2 separate regions of the Anas platyrhynchos genome follow, and region 2 is linked to region 1. The links are chromatin contacts, called in public Hi-C maps. All regions are on one chromosome and are shown on one strand. Each heading gives the region's core, a stretch centred on a gene start, on an enhancer-like site or on the middle of the called end of the contact. The rest is flanking DNA. Distances are from core to core; before and after follow the strand shown. Region 1 overlaps EML1 (EMAP like 1). Region 2 has its middle 15 kb from the start of EML1.

Evidence for each region. Hi-C and Micro-C count contacts between places; a contact is called where the count stands out from the background.
Region 2: a contact with region 1 is called in a Hi-C map of F5 follicle, with 2.9 times the contacts expected there. The contact joins two enhancer-like sites. A contact is called at or near these places in 3 of 8 Hi-C or Micro-C datasets (F5 follicle, skeletal muscle and subcutaneous adipose tissue).

Annotation. Positions count from the first base shown.
Region 1 is chr5:12,818,256-12,825,703 of IASCAAS_PekinDuck_T2T, forward strand. EML1 (EMAP like 1) reads right to left here. Exons shown (of 25, transcript XM_072038305.1): 12 at 6,783-6,893; 13 at 4,880-4,975; 14 at 4,223-4,357; 15 at 2,599-2,698; 16 at 194-348. Among named protein-coding and RNA genes, the nearest start is that of EVL, 26 kb to the left of the region's middle. Within about 2 kb of position 3,651, at least 4 of the 8 cell types and tissues checked have an H3K27ac peak or open chromatin away from gene starts, as enhancers often do. A contact at or near this core is called in F5 follicle, where this site is marked.
Region 2 is chr5:12,938,561-12,946,008 of IASCAAS_PekinDuck_T2T, forward strand. No RefSeq gene overlaps it. Among named protein-coding and RNA genes, the nearest start is that of EML1, 15 kb to the left of the region's middle. Within about 2 kb of position 3,946, at least 4 of the 8 cell types and tissues checked have an H3K27ac peak or open chromatin away from gene starts, as enhancers often do. A contact at or near this core is called in F5 follicle, where this site is marked.

The sequences.
Region 1 (7,448 bases), core at 2,401-4,900:
GAACAGATTTTAATAAACAGGCTCTCAGACTCTCACAGGCTCATTATCACAGAATATGACATTTTACCATTTATTCGTTTTTTCAAAGAATGTATATCCATAGGGAAAGAAAAAGATTTTAAAAGAACTCTTCAGAAGACAGTTAAAATTTCACTTTGAGTGGCAGAGGAAATTTAAAGATAGGTGATATCACCTCAGTTTTGTGAAGTTTTTGGTAATTTCCATTCCAAGATATTAGCTTTCGGTCTTTTCCACCTCCTGATACTAATGTGCCATCTCGCAGCATACAGAGTGCAAATATTCCGCCTTCATGTGCCCCTTGAACTGCGTGGCTTATTCTATTGGTACCTGGATATAAGGAGAACAGATCTACTAGTGAAATACTCAGCTTAATGAGTTCTTTTACCCCAGCTTTGTTCTTTTGTCCATTTCTCTACTTCCCAAGGATTATGTCTAAACAGCGCTAATGGTGGGAATAGTGTTGCACCAAAATGCTCAGACCCACAAATGAGAACACATCAGGCCATCTCAAAAACATATTCCCCCCTCATCTCAAAACCATATTGCCCTCAACTCAGAAATGAAAAGTATACATATTCTCTTAGTCAAATTCAAACACCAAGTAAAACAGGTTCATTTAAACCTTTTATGGGGATTTAAGCTAAACTCCCTGATATCACACTTGCACTGCAGCGTGATGTCATCACACTTGAACTATGAATGTTATTAAAAAAAAAAAAAAACAACCACTTGGTATCCTCCAAGGATGTTCCACAGCCATCAGACACCTAACTTGTCCTGAAGTCTATGTTAGAAGTCCTTTCTGGTCTGGCAGAAGATGCTGAATCACTTCCCAAAAGAGCTTGTACCTCTTTATTAATGAGCTTAGTGTCTTCGAGCACCTTCTTAGTCTTAAAACACGTTCAAACCAGCTACTTTAGATTGAATATCTCAAATTTGATACCCATTACAATTGCAAAATACAAAGAAGCTATTGTTGGTGATTCCTGTGACTTAAACATGCACTTTGCATCAAAACCTGGCTAACTTTAGCACAAGTAAGGGGCTGATGCAAATTAGGAAGAAAAAATGCTTTTTCCATTATAGAGTCACATTCGTTTCTAGCCACATCTACGGATATGTATGTCAGTTATGAATGTTTTCAGTTCAGAGAACTTCTTGCTAAGGGTTCTCTGAAATGGTGGAAGCAGCCCTCACTTGAACATGCAGCTCTAAATCAAAAATAGTGAAAACACAGAAAATAAGCTGTAATAAAATAGAATATCAAGAACAGACTTTTGTTCCTATCTGAAAAGAACCACTGGAGGTGAGGAGATCTTGCAGCATACAAATAATTGCCCTTTGTTTCTGGGAAACAGGGAAAGACCTCTTGCAGTTGAGGCAGAAATAAGTCTACTGGCACAAAGGCAAACCAGCATCTGAGCACTGCACTGACCCTGCCATGCCAGCAGCTGCCACTGTCTCCCTTGTTTGTTGGCAGTCCAAAATAACAACCAAGAACAGGAAAGAGATGATACTATGCAATTGCTAAACTTTATGTGGAAGAAAATGTATTCAAGTATCTTGCTTTAAAATATCAAAGGAAAAAAGAAATGAAGAATAAAAGAGAAGCTGAGGTATAAAAATGATACCCATCCCTTTCCACAGCAACGTCATATATACCGATTGCTCAAAAGCACAACAGAAAACTAACAGTTTTAGTAGCTGGTAGTCTTCAGATGAAAAAAGTCTACAAACACAGCTCAGTAAGGTCCAGCTGTGTAACTGATTCACCATGTTGCTCCCAGGTCTTCTGTCCTTCATCTTGAGTATCCTGGGAGAAGGCACAGAGTAAACACGAAGCTCTTGTCCATATCCTTTTCTTTTATACTAATAAGGCCTCCTTTAGGGGATTCTCCTTATTTCTATGCATGGCACCTCACATACTAACTAAACGTTTAAGATGTTGTTGCTGTTTGCCTTCTGGCAGGAAATTATCTTCTGCTGCCTAACATAGTCTTTCCTTACTAGAAAATGCTTTTTAAGAAGTTTGTCCTATCCATCTGTTCTTTTGAAATAAAACTGAGGAATTCAATTAGACCTGCATATATTTAACTTGGCTCCCTAAGGAAACAAACAAAGCTATCCGTTGTCTTTTTTAAAGTATATATTAATAGGCATAATTTTTGCCAACACTGCACTGAGTGACGATATAAGAGATTTGAGATCATCACTTCGGTTAACTGTGTTTCTTGCTGTCACCTTAATTAAGGAAACCAACTTCTCCTTCAATTACTTATTACCAGTAAAATCCATGATTGCTAGCACTGCGCCATGATTCACCACTCACAGGGAACACATTCTATACAACTTTGTGCTATGGCAGTCAGGTGTATGTTGGAACTAGATGATCTTTGAGTTCCCTTCCAACCCAAGCCATTCTATGTTTTTTAAGAGCTGTTGGAGAATTCAGACTGGATTGGTTTCAGAAAAGAACTCAAAATAAACAAAATCTTTTCTTCTTAAAATGAGATTCTGTTTATGTAAAATCCAGTCTTTTACAATAAAGAATCACTATTAGCTTCAATTTTGTCTTACCTTTCCCCCAAACCAAAATGTTTCCACTTGAGTCTCCTGTAATAGTATCACCATTTTCAGAAAAGGTCACACACAGGACAAACTTTGGCTTCTCTTGTTTCTGCAGTTATGAAAAATACACAGTCACAGCAAAACCCATTCATTTTAGCTGTATGCATTTCAGTAATTTAATGTAGTCTTACACAATTCTGTTACTACTTAATTGTCTTCACAAGAGTTAAATGCATTACCACAGTCTAAGCTGCTACTTTGTGCAAAGGCAAAAGATACCAGTTGAGGTTGGTGTCCCAAAACTACACCCTTTAACTACAAGTTATGGATACATTCCTGCAGGGAGTGAGAAGGCATGCCAGCTTTTAACACAAGACCAGGAATGTTCTGACACAAACTGAATCCCCCAAGTCCATCCTCATCCCAAAGGCTTTAAGTATTTAAAATGGCCAAAGATGCAAGTAAATTCTATATTAATAGAGTTTTTAACTCTATGGTTTCTAGGAGAAAACATATAATGGGAAAGTCAACCTGCAGTGTAAAAATTCAGAAATCGTCTCTTGAAAGAAGGCTAAGGTTCGGTAATGGAAACGTTGCTTTGAGACCCTGCATTTAAGTTACTGACAGCAACAATTGGTGAAAAGGATAAGAGGACAAAAAGTCACTAGCTAGTAGTGTTTAAGGACATGATTTACAAAGTTTGTTGACTACTAGTTTGTATGGCCTCTTTTCTTCCTCAAACAAGGAACTGTTATTAAACTAGGGCCACCACAGCTTTACATTTGCAAAAACCAAAATGAACAACGGAACCATAACAGAGGCAGAAATCTGTCCTAGTAGCCTAGAAGTCAAAAATAAAAATGAAAAATAAAAACTAACAAAATTTAAATGCTTTACCTCTGCATCTCGACCTTATTTCACACAAAGTACATAAATTGACATTGCAAAGTAGTTGTTTTGACTATACTTGCAAGTCACAACTCTGCAAGCAGTTAAATTGGCCCTACTGTAGTTATCTGCAGTCATTGCGACATCCCTCATTTGTGCATGCCACTGCTGTAAAGCTTAGTCTGTATTTAAGAACAAAACCAAATCAAGACCTTGAAATGACAATATTTAACAGATAGTGTCCAGCTCAGTCTCTATTTCAATTACATAACTCTAGGTATCTGAGCAGAACAGAGGTAAAGGAAAGAATACTCATAGTCACGTAATTTATAACTGAACTAGAGGAGGTTTTGTCTTTCCTTTGACAAATTTTTTTTTTTAAAGGCATATGCCACTGTGTTTTGTTTTTTTTTTTGTTTGTTTTGTTTTGTTTGTTTTTTTAATTTAAAGGAAGCATAAGGAGTTTTAAGGTATTTTTATTTTGTTAGAGTAGGGAACTATAAAGAATATAGGAAGAGGAATGCAAGGAACAGAACGGTAACTGCACTCCAAAACTTCATTGTGATGACAGCCCATTCAAAAGTCTCTGTGCCATACCATGAATGCTATCTAAGGTTCTATAAAATTTCAAATTTCAAAGCAACATAATCATGTTGCTTTGATTTCCTCAAACTTTATTAACTCTTACTACTGTATGACTGTACCATTACTATAAACACAAAACTAAAGAAATATATTATTTTACCTCAAATAATCCTTGCTTTTTAATAAGGGAATTCCCTTCTAGTGTCCAAAAATAAAGGTGTGATTTTCCACAAGTAACTATTATATTTGTATCAGTAGGGTGAAAATCTGCAGCAAATACAGCTTCATTAGAGCACTTGAAAGGAAAAAGAAAAACATTGTATCAAAATTTAAAAATCAAAGAAAACAAAACAATATGAAATTGTTCTCTAGTTAGATAAATTGATCAACTGACATAAGTGAATGGCTCAAATTTTTTTTCTTAATAGCATAGATTGAAATACTTTGATAGGATATTCTGAAGCAGAAAAGACTAAAGTCAAAAAGATTACTATTTTTAAAGATAATTTTGAAGGATAACTTTGTTAGTATAAGATAATGAATCATTCTTTATGAAGCTTAGTTTAAGGTGCTTCTTTTCTGCACATGGTCCTACCATTATTTCCCAGACTTTTTTTAATAAATTGTAGAATGAATACAACAGGAAAATAAAAAAAGAAAAAAAAAAAGAAAAAAGCTATTAGGATAATCTCAACAGCAAGAAGAAACATGCATGTTCTTTGCCTTTTATATAATGGAAATGCTAAAAAGTCACAAGACATTTTATGACAAGAAATCCAGATGTCCATAAGTAGTACAAAATATCTTATTGCAACACCTTGACATCTGCCAGCTTTTCTTCTTTCTGCCAGTCCCACACCGAAAGCACGTGGTCATTTGAGTCATCCACTGAGCACAGGCTACTTCCTCCATTCTGAAGCAAAACATGGAAAATATTAATACATCCCCCAATAAACATTAGAAACATATAAATACATATCCAAAATACTTAAATACTCCCCTGTAGTTTAAAATCATTTGTTTACATTGTTATACTTCTAGTTATCCCACAGATCTTCAAGAAATATAATTATTTATAGTACCATTGAAAAATAGGGCTAAAAAGGGATCTAGAAAAGGAACTCTGGCAGGAATAAGGTATGAATCTCTTTTTAAAAATTCAGTGATGCAACTTCCCAAGGCAAACCACACATTATCCATATTAAGAAGGCTTTTCTTCATGATTACATGGAGTTTGTTTCTTGAAATTTGATCAATTACTTCTTGTCAGATCTACTATGGACACAGGGATCAATTTCACTCTTCATATAGGAATAATGGACCAAAATCAGGGAATATTATAAAAAAATAAAAAATGACTTATTCCTGACATGTGTCTTGACAAAGATGGAACTATGACAATAGAAGAACTATGAGAATAGTTCCGTCTTCTATCAGTCTTTCTCATCTTAATGACCCTAATTCATTCAGTCTTACTTCATGCAGCATATTAGACAGACTCCATACCCCTTCCTCTGGGGTGTGAATCCCAAGACTAGAGGAGGAACTCCAACTGGGACTCTACCTGAACTAAGGGGAGCTGACTGGTATCACAGGTCTCACCAGTGATGTTAAGTGCTGTATAATCACCAGATCTTTTTCCAAGTAGCAACCCTCTAGAAGGTAGTTTTCAGACCTTTTTTTTCTCCTAATTTGGGAGGGATTCATTCCTAGCTTTCTGTGTACAATGGAATAAACCATCAAGTAACTTCTAACTGCTTTCCAGCCCATTCAAATATGATTTATTTATTTATGTTGTTCCTGGTATTAACCATGTCAGCTTTGACTGTGGATAAGCTTGCTGGAACAGGATGAGCCTGTGGTTACATGAGCCTTCTTTTGGCAGCAATGCTGACAGTCTTTCTCCTGCCACCCATAGTACAGCCACGTGTTGCTGCCTCTTCAGATGAGCCAACACAGAAGTTTGCACTACCACAGAGTGAGTCTTTTCTGGAAATAAATCAATTTTAGAGCGGAAAAAAAAGACCCAAAGAAACTATTTGATTTTGTTTATGTATAATTTTGCTTGGTTGTTTTTCTAATGTATTAGGTCCCAATACGTAGCTCAGGCACAGCTACAAAAATAATTGTGCCAACACAAATCAAGAGGTGAAACGGACAGGAATTAGTAGCCTGAAGACAGGGCTGTTTGAAATGAGAAATACAACACTGATACAGATTGGGAAGTGATACTCAAAACAAGCTAAGCTATGACTGTGAAATCATAGCATAAAGCAAACACATTAAACACTTGCTTTCTTGTATAGCATCTGCTGATAGCAATCCTCTGCAATAACACATTTTATCCTTCAAAGCCGACCTTGATCTGCATTCTTTCACCTTTGTAGCAAGCCAGCTCTCTCAATTCACTCCTCTTTTTTCTAATTCATATAAAATATTGTCACCCATATTCCTGCAACTGTTTGTCCCTGAAGAACTTAATTGTGTGTTATGGTCTGCACGTGGTAGACCTGAAACTGCTGAAATATTGCTAACTTTAATAATGACAAACCATTGGAAGCAACTGGGCTACAAGGTTTATTCCACTAAAGAAGCAGCTAAAGGGAAAAAAAAAAAAACAAAACACATGGATATTTGCTTTGGTCACTGAAGCTAAATTTGCAAGCCTTCAAAGACCTGTTTGGCAAACACTCTTGGTATGACTCTTTTACTTTACTTACAGATTTAGAAAAAGCAATGCAAGTGACGGCTCGGTCAAAAAACCCCATTCCAATGACATGCAGTGTATTCAGAGTTACAGAATCCCAAACACGTACGTGTGGTGGTAATTGCTATAAAATAGACACAGAAACAACAGTTGAGAGAATGGCAGCAAAAAATATCAGAATTGGAAAAAAAAAAAAAAAAAGTGAATGGATCCAAATAACATTTTAAAACTATTTAAGGTATGAAAGCTATCATAACTTCTCTAGAGCCAACTGTATAAGGACTGAGACACTACAAATGATTTACTGATTACCATGCCTAGGATCAGTATCTGGGATTAAGTATCTAGACTTCACAGCATTTCAAGTCTCAGTGATCTTTGGTAGCTCACTGAAGTTAATGAAGAATGTCTTAAAACATTAAGTGAAAACCATTGATGACCTTGCAACATGAGACCTACTGGTACGCTGAGGACCATCAATGTAAAGCAAACAAAATTATTCTGGTCAACATCAAACGAGAAGTTCAAAAAAGATCAACAATTTCTAAACTGTAGGCAAATAGCCCAAGAACAATTCATCAAAACGTGATTCCTCCTTCCTCCCTGCAATCCCTGACTTGTGTAACACAGACAGCCCCACACGTTCAATGTGAAGACAGAAATGCATCTCAAAGCCACT
Region 2 (7,448 bases), core at 2,696-5,195, 120 kb after region 1:
GTCCTGCAGCACCCTCCTCCGGCACCCACAGTGCCCGAAGAAGCCAGGGGAGATGCCTACTGCCCACTTGTCCTCCTGTGCTGAGACTGGGCTTCACACAGAGCTTTGGTATCTTGGCAGCCTCATGATACCTGGTCGGTCTTTTTTCATGAGACTGAAAACTTTGGCTGTAGCATTAGGAATGAGATTTTTGCCCCCAGCCCGGTGGTTCATCAGGTTTGGGGCAGGTTTGAAGGCTGTCAGAGTACCACTGCAATCAGTAAGGCCATGAGACCATGAATACAGCTCCTGGCTTTAAGACGACCGCTTCTCCTTGCCTGCTCTGCTTCCTCCCTGTGCCTGCAAGCCCTGTGCATGTCTGTGGCTGCCCTCTGCTGGGAACCGCTGGAGGTGCTTGTGTGAGCGTGCTCCAACCAGCTGGACTCTATAGACATAGGGAAAATATTTTTCTCCTTCTTCTTCTATTTTAGCGTTATATCGTGTTTATCGTCGTATATAGCACATATACAATCTATATACTATGTATATAACATACCCGGGCCAACATATATATAAACCAAAAGCACAAGTACCTGAATTTTCTGCTATTCTGAGTGCCCGGTTACACATATTTACCTCTTCATCATGCAGTAATTTGTACATGTGCCTGCTCTGGTTCAGGTTGCCAGTATTATCAGCTCGTTACATTTACTGGGTGGCATTTAGAAACAGCTGCAGGTGTCCAAGCAACATTCCCCCTCTCACCTACACGTTAATCACACCAGTGGCCACACTGAGTGTCAAGGAAGGGTACGCACGGGTTTCTGAAAATTGAAAAATACTTTTAGCAGGTTCATCACAAAGCATAAATAAAATGTGACTGTCTGTAATTAATTAAGTAATCAATCAATGATTTTTTAACAAAAATGTTTTAATAAATGACAATGACTGGAGAATATTATGTTAATTTCTGTCTGAATTCGCATTTAATGAGTTTGTTATAGCCAGATGGTAGCAGACCACCAAGAACAGCAAAGTTTTGTAAAGTTATAATTAAGCATTATTGTTTTCCACAGAATTGAGCTTTTCTTCTGAGCAACTCAGAGGGATTCCATCTGGGAAAGTTGTTTACTGAGGCAATTTTCAATGTGCCCATAACACAAAGCCAGATCCTTGATGAGCCTCTGCCACCATCCATGTCTGCAGGATCAGGCCCTGCTCTCCATCCTCCTCTAATGCTCTGACTGATGCTGCAGCCCCAGCTCCTCGGATGGGGTTACCCTTGCAGCTCCTCTGTTCATCCTGCTGCTGGCTTTGCTGGGCTATGTGTGATGATGGGGAGCAACAGTGTCAGCAGCTACCTTAAAATGGGACTGGTAAAGTGTAACATGGAGTGAGGTAGGAGCTGGGGCACACCAGCTTGCACAGCTCACCTGTCCACCACTCTGAGCAGAAACATCAGTGTTACGCCTCAGCTCAAAATGTCTGGCCTTGATCTGACTGCCCCACGAAAATGTCTGCCTTCACTAATTGGTCTCCAGCGTGGGGAGGAAGATGTGTTGTTAATCATTTAAGAAGCTCATTAGGCTTGCCCATTTGCTGAGTTCTAATGCACCTGGAAGTGTCTTCCAGCATCTCCTGCAAATGGGCTGTTGTCTCTCAGTAACACTGGGGGAAGTAATAAAACTAATCAAATTCATTATTCCTCCTTTACTTTGGGATTCCTCCATTAATTTTAACAACCTCACTCAATGTACATGGGTATAAAGGAATTCCAGCCACCTGCTTTGCTGTTTCTGGAAGTTGACTTCAATCCAAAAAGGTCAGAAAACCATTTGTTGGTATATTAAAACATTATTTTTTTACTCTTTCAGAATTATTTAAGAGGTATAGCTTATTTTTAGGCACTTTACTGAAGAGAAAACCTAAAGCAGACAGAATTGCTTTAATAGTAACAAAGCAGCATATTTTAAAATTCATACTAGAAAATAAAAATTGTATGAATCAATTCATACATTGATTCATACTGAATTCAATTAGAGTTAGTAGCACAGCTGTGTCTTAGGTTTTTGTCTGGTTATAAAAAACTGGCGTTGATACTGCAGGGTCTCCCACAAGGACAAATTTGCAAGAAGGGGCATGGATGAGCTGCAATGCTGTGACCATTCATTCCCCTAATAACAGTGGTGAAGATGCTGCAAGCCATAAGATGAGAGCAGGAGAAGCCCTTCCCCTGCATCCACCAGCACAGCAGCCAGAGGGGAAAACCCCTTGGTGTGGGCTGACAGAGCTAGCGTTTTCACCACAGTGGTGAAAAGGCTGGTGCTGAGCAAGAAATACATCAGCTCCTACAGGTCTTTTGCTAATCTTTCATGCAGATGGTCATCAGAATAGCAGCATGGTGATGTGTGGGTGAGAGCTGCTCTGCAAAGAAACACTGGAATGGTATGAAAATGGAGCAGTTGTCTGTTCTGGGCAGTATCACTTGAATTTCTGGGCAAAAAAAGAGTGAACAACAGGTAGGGACACATGGCAAGAGCAAGACATGAGAGCAGACAGATGTCAGCTCCATTAGCTCATTAAGGGTGGAGATGTCAGCCTGCTGGGAAATTATTGTCCACTTTATGTCTTGATATTGGAAAGAAATTAACTAAAAGCACCCAGGCAGTTTTAGCACTCAAGCTATTTAATTATGCCTTTTAAAGTTGTCTTTGAAGCCACAGAGCGAAGGATGAATGAAACACTCTCTGAAGGTCCTTATTAGTCATTCCTTTCTCTGATGGCAATAATAATTACATTGTCCTACATCGGAATGAGTGTTCCTAGCGAATCCCTGTACTCCTCAATAACACTTCCAGCAGGGCAGGCTGCGATAATGATGTGGGTAATTAGAGCTCTGGCTGCAGGGTACAGGAGTCACCAAGGTCAGCTGTGAACGTCCCTCCTGGGGACAGCATCGTGGGCTCGTCTCCAGAGGCTTAGGCCAGATGTGAAAATCCTGGGATCTGGGGAAAGTCCAGATCAAATGGTGTGACTGCTGCTCATCTGTGTGTGAACTCTAAGTGAATTTCCATCCTTTTTGCTGGCCACAAGCAGAATGCTAGATGAAGCCTCTGTTAGATTTTAACCACTAGGAAAGACCAGTATAATCCTGTAGTCTATCCTGTGCAACGTGCTGCATGACCTACAATACAATCCACCAATATCGACAATCCTGACTCTATAAAACCCCCAAATCCATCCACTAATGGCCCATGGCAAAAAAAAAATAAACACCCATAAAAAGACGGTGGTGTCTCAGCAGCACTTTTCTGCCGCTGATGTTACAGCTGGCATTTGGCAAAGCAAAGCTGCATCCCGCAGAGCACCTGCACGTGGCAGCAGCAGCGTGGCAGATTGCAGTGGGACTTCCCCTGGCAGCACCTGACACAGGCATGAATAATAAAGGCACTCATTAATCATTTACACAACTGCTGTTCCTGTGGATTCATCAGTCTTGGAGCCTCACGCTGAAGTCTTCCTTCTTGAGTCACACCAAGCGCTTGCTTTTTGTGTGTGGCAAGGTCGTGCTGCACTGAGGATGGGGATAGAAAGAGGAAGGGGGGTTGCAGCCCTCACCTCTGCCACCACAGCATCCCTGCCTTAGGTCACAGCTCACGGCATCAGCCTGGGCACAGACCAAGCCCGAAGGGACCCACACTGTTTGAATAAAAATTGGAAAAATGAAAGGAAGTAAAAATAAGCATGTTTAAAATCATACTGCTCCTCTTCACCCCTAAGCGAAGAGGCTCCCCAGCTCCCCCAAATCCCTCCCTCACCCACAGCCCCCACTGTCCCGCAGAGCTTTGGGACCAGACGGGTGCCCCCCAGGAGCCCAGCCCTTGCTCCCTGCCTGCTCTCCCTGCCTGTGCCTCCCCTGCAGCCCTGCCTGCACCGGCCCAGCCTGGCCACAGGAGGGGCCCGCTGCAGCAGGCAGCGCACATTCCCCACGCCCTCCCTGCAGAAAGCAGCGCTGCTTCCCTCCCCACCTCCCCACCTCCCGTGGCTGAGAGCCCCCAAGCGCTGGGGTTTGCCCAAGGGTGGTGTGTCCCCTGGGGAGGCGTCCCCGGGGGCCGGCAACGGTGGCAGACACCCGGGGAAGACCCTAATAATTTAATCGTGGGCAAGTGATTGGGATAAATGCCGGCAAGTCGCCGCTGTTATGCAAAGCAAGGGAGCTGTGCGTAATCAATCAGCGGCGAGTGTCATACATAGCATGAGGCTGTTAGCGAGTGAAATGCCTCAGATGCCCAAACACGCAGCAAAGTCAATCGCAGCGGCTCGATCTAGCTGTGTCTGTGATAACACACGTGGGACAGGGCAAGGGAAAATGTGCTGCGACTGCATGCTCCTGGAGCACTGCTCCACCTCTTATCCCTACTATCTAAAAATGTCTTGGTTAATGTAAATAAAGATGCTTGTCTTTTTTATTTTTTTAATTTTTATTTATTTAATATTTTTTTTAGGAGGCATTTCTATTTTAGCTGAAAGATACTCGCTTCCCATCTACATATTTCCATTGGTAGCTCAAGCACAGACAGAGTCTGCTCTGTGTCTCTCTGCATGGTTTTGTGCACTTGTCCTTCGGTAGCCTACACAAAGGTTGGGAACCACTGCTTGGAGGCAAATATTGGGCTGGATCTGAAGTCAATAGGGCTCCCGCTGGGGTTTTTATCAAGCCTATCATTAATTCCCTAATGAAGTTAGCCATTTATCTTTATTAGATGGACTCTCTGATGAATTGATTTATTCTCAAAGATTTCTCCTCCATGACAAATTTTCAGAGCCCCACACACTCCTGCCTCTGTGAGGAGCCCAGCCTGCCCTCTGCCAAGCGTGCTCCGCTTCCCAAGGAGCTAATCAGCCAGCCCATCTCCTCTCAATCAATAAGCATTTATTCTAATTGAAGCCAACATCGACTGGATACCGACCAGGAATGCGAAACGCGCTATAAATAATGTGCGTGAGCTGCAGCCGGAGAGCAGGCGGCGGCGCGGCTGTCAGTGGGAGCACTAACGGGGGACATGCCACCCAGCACTCGGTGGCTCTCCGAATGCCCTATTTACAGCTCGCACCAGGGAGCTCCCTGTCTCGCTTTGATGATGAATTAATTTCCTCTGATGGATCAACCTCACAGTACCCCGTTGCAACACCTTGCAGAATGCATTGCCTAACGAGAATTGCTCATTAACATATAAATCATGATGTATTTCTTTTTGGCACCACAGGCAAAACAGTGGGCCTAGCACTCCCCCCTCATCTCGCTTTTTTTCCTGGAGGGAGAACTTTCATTGATTGCTAAATGGAAGGTGGAAGGAGTTAAATCACTTAATTGTGTGACTCCTCTGATGTGCTCAGACTTTAAGTAAGCATACGAGCTCCCCGGTGCGTTTCCTTGTCTCTGTATCTTATTGCAGAGTAAGGTATGAGGCTTCTCTTTCATAACCCCTTACAACAGTAGATGTTCAGGTGTTAATTTAAAACAATGTCAGGGTTTGCTGAATAACCCACCTGCAATGGGGATAAAACCTAAATTAATGGTTAAAGCACAAGACCAGGAACAAGGTAGCCATCGCGAGCACTGCTCTGTGCCAATGTTAATAAGCCCTTTTCATACTCTGCCTGTGAAGCACCAGCAAAAATATCCTCAGGCATTTAGTGTGTTATATTTAGCTCTGCTACAAGCTGGATAGGTATTGGTAGGTGACTCTTTAGACCTCCGTTTTTCTGCCTGGACAGACCATGTAGGATTAGCTGAACTAGCAAATTTTGTTTGTAGCATTTCACTCCCTCTGGCAATGAAAGAAAGTGCCCCCAAATCCCCTTGTTTCTCCTTGGCTGGATTATACAACTATTCATTTCTGATTCTGGATTTCCATGTTGGCGTGTCATAGGCTGATATCAATGTGGCAGCTGTATCTGGCTGAATCTGGAGTGGAAATGAGAATAGGAAGCACCACATGTCTGCTGGATGGGATGAGGCTTATCCTGAAGGATGCACATCACAGCTCCACCCCAGGCCTCAATACATGGCCTGGCAATGAACCGTGGCCACAGTGCTCTCGGCAGCAGGTGGAAGGAACTGTTGGGCACTGAGAGCCTGCAGCACAGCCAGCTCTGGAGCATCCCATTCCTCCTCCGGAGCTGCACCAGAGAGGTGGCCTGCAGGAGCCAGCAAACCCCAGGAGAGCACAGCTTCAGCAGCTGAAGAAGTACTGAGTGCTCTCAGTTAGCTCACTTTGATGAACTGCATGCAGATCTGTTGCCTGAACAGACTCCACCCATCCTGCATGCTCCTCCAGCTTCCACACTAGTGTCACACCACGTGTATGTACTCTTCTGTCCTCCCCTGCACTCACAGGCATGCCACTCCTGAGGCCTCTCCTGGTCTCTGGCATGTCTGGCTGATGAATCAAACTTCCGTATGGTTCATTTGGCATGAGGAGACTGGAGAGCACAGCAGATGGTCTCTGAGGAAGAAGATGTGGTTGCTCCCCACAGCACCTCACCCAGACAGTGCTGCAGAAGGCCTGCGAGTGTCCTCCTTCTATTTCTGGGTACACACTTTCCACTGAGTCTCCATGGCCTGATGCAGGCTGCATGGAGGGGCCTTGGACATCTGAAATATTCACCTAGCCAAGCACCCAGGGTGGAGGCAAAGCATTTGAGATCCTGGCTGTCCCAGGACAGGTCTAAGACAGCATTCCCTGCCACACCACCTCTGTTACACTTGCTCTGTAACTTCCTAGTTCTATTCTAAAATGAGAATCAAATCCATAATTTTTGCCAGTTCTAACACAAATAATCATTACAAATCTGCCTTTTTGCTGCCTTGCCTTCTGCCAATGCTAGGCCGCAGCCTGCTTCACCAGCTTTCAGTCAGAGGCCCCAGGCAGCTCACCCTCACTTCAACCTTCTGCTCGCCACCCATTCGCTACCTTGCTCTGGATTTAAAGCAGGCTTTTTTTTTTTTTTTCTTGTTGTGTGTTTACATTAGTGAGATGTGTATCAGTTTAATTAAACTGGCTTCAGCTCAGTTGAGTGCTCTTTTCTTTGTGCAGATGTAGCCCCAGAGCACGGAGCCCGTCGGCTCCATCCAGCGCTGCGTGGGGGGCTCCGGCCGGGCACCAGGCGAGGTGAGCCCACAGCCTGCCAGGAGGGATGGGAAATTCCAGCCCGTATTCCTGGAAGCTGTCCTAAAAGTTGTCCTTTGTTAACATGAAGGAAACGGTAAAGTAGTTTTCAGTGCTGCTGAAGGGAAATTTGGTGCCATTACTGCAAGGCGGGCTATAAAATGTGGAGATGTTGTTTGCTGAGAACCAGCATGCTGGCACACGAGGCAAGTTCTTCCAAACCCCAATGCCTTTTTGTGCTATGTGCATTGCCAACACACATTTCTCTCACTTGCACAGAGCTCTGTTTTCCATTTT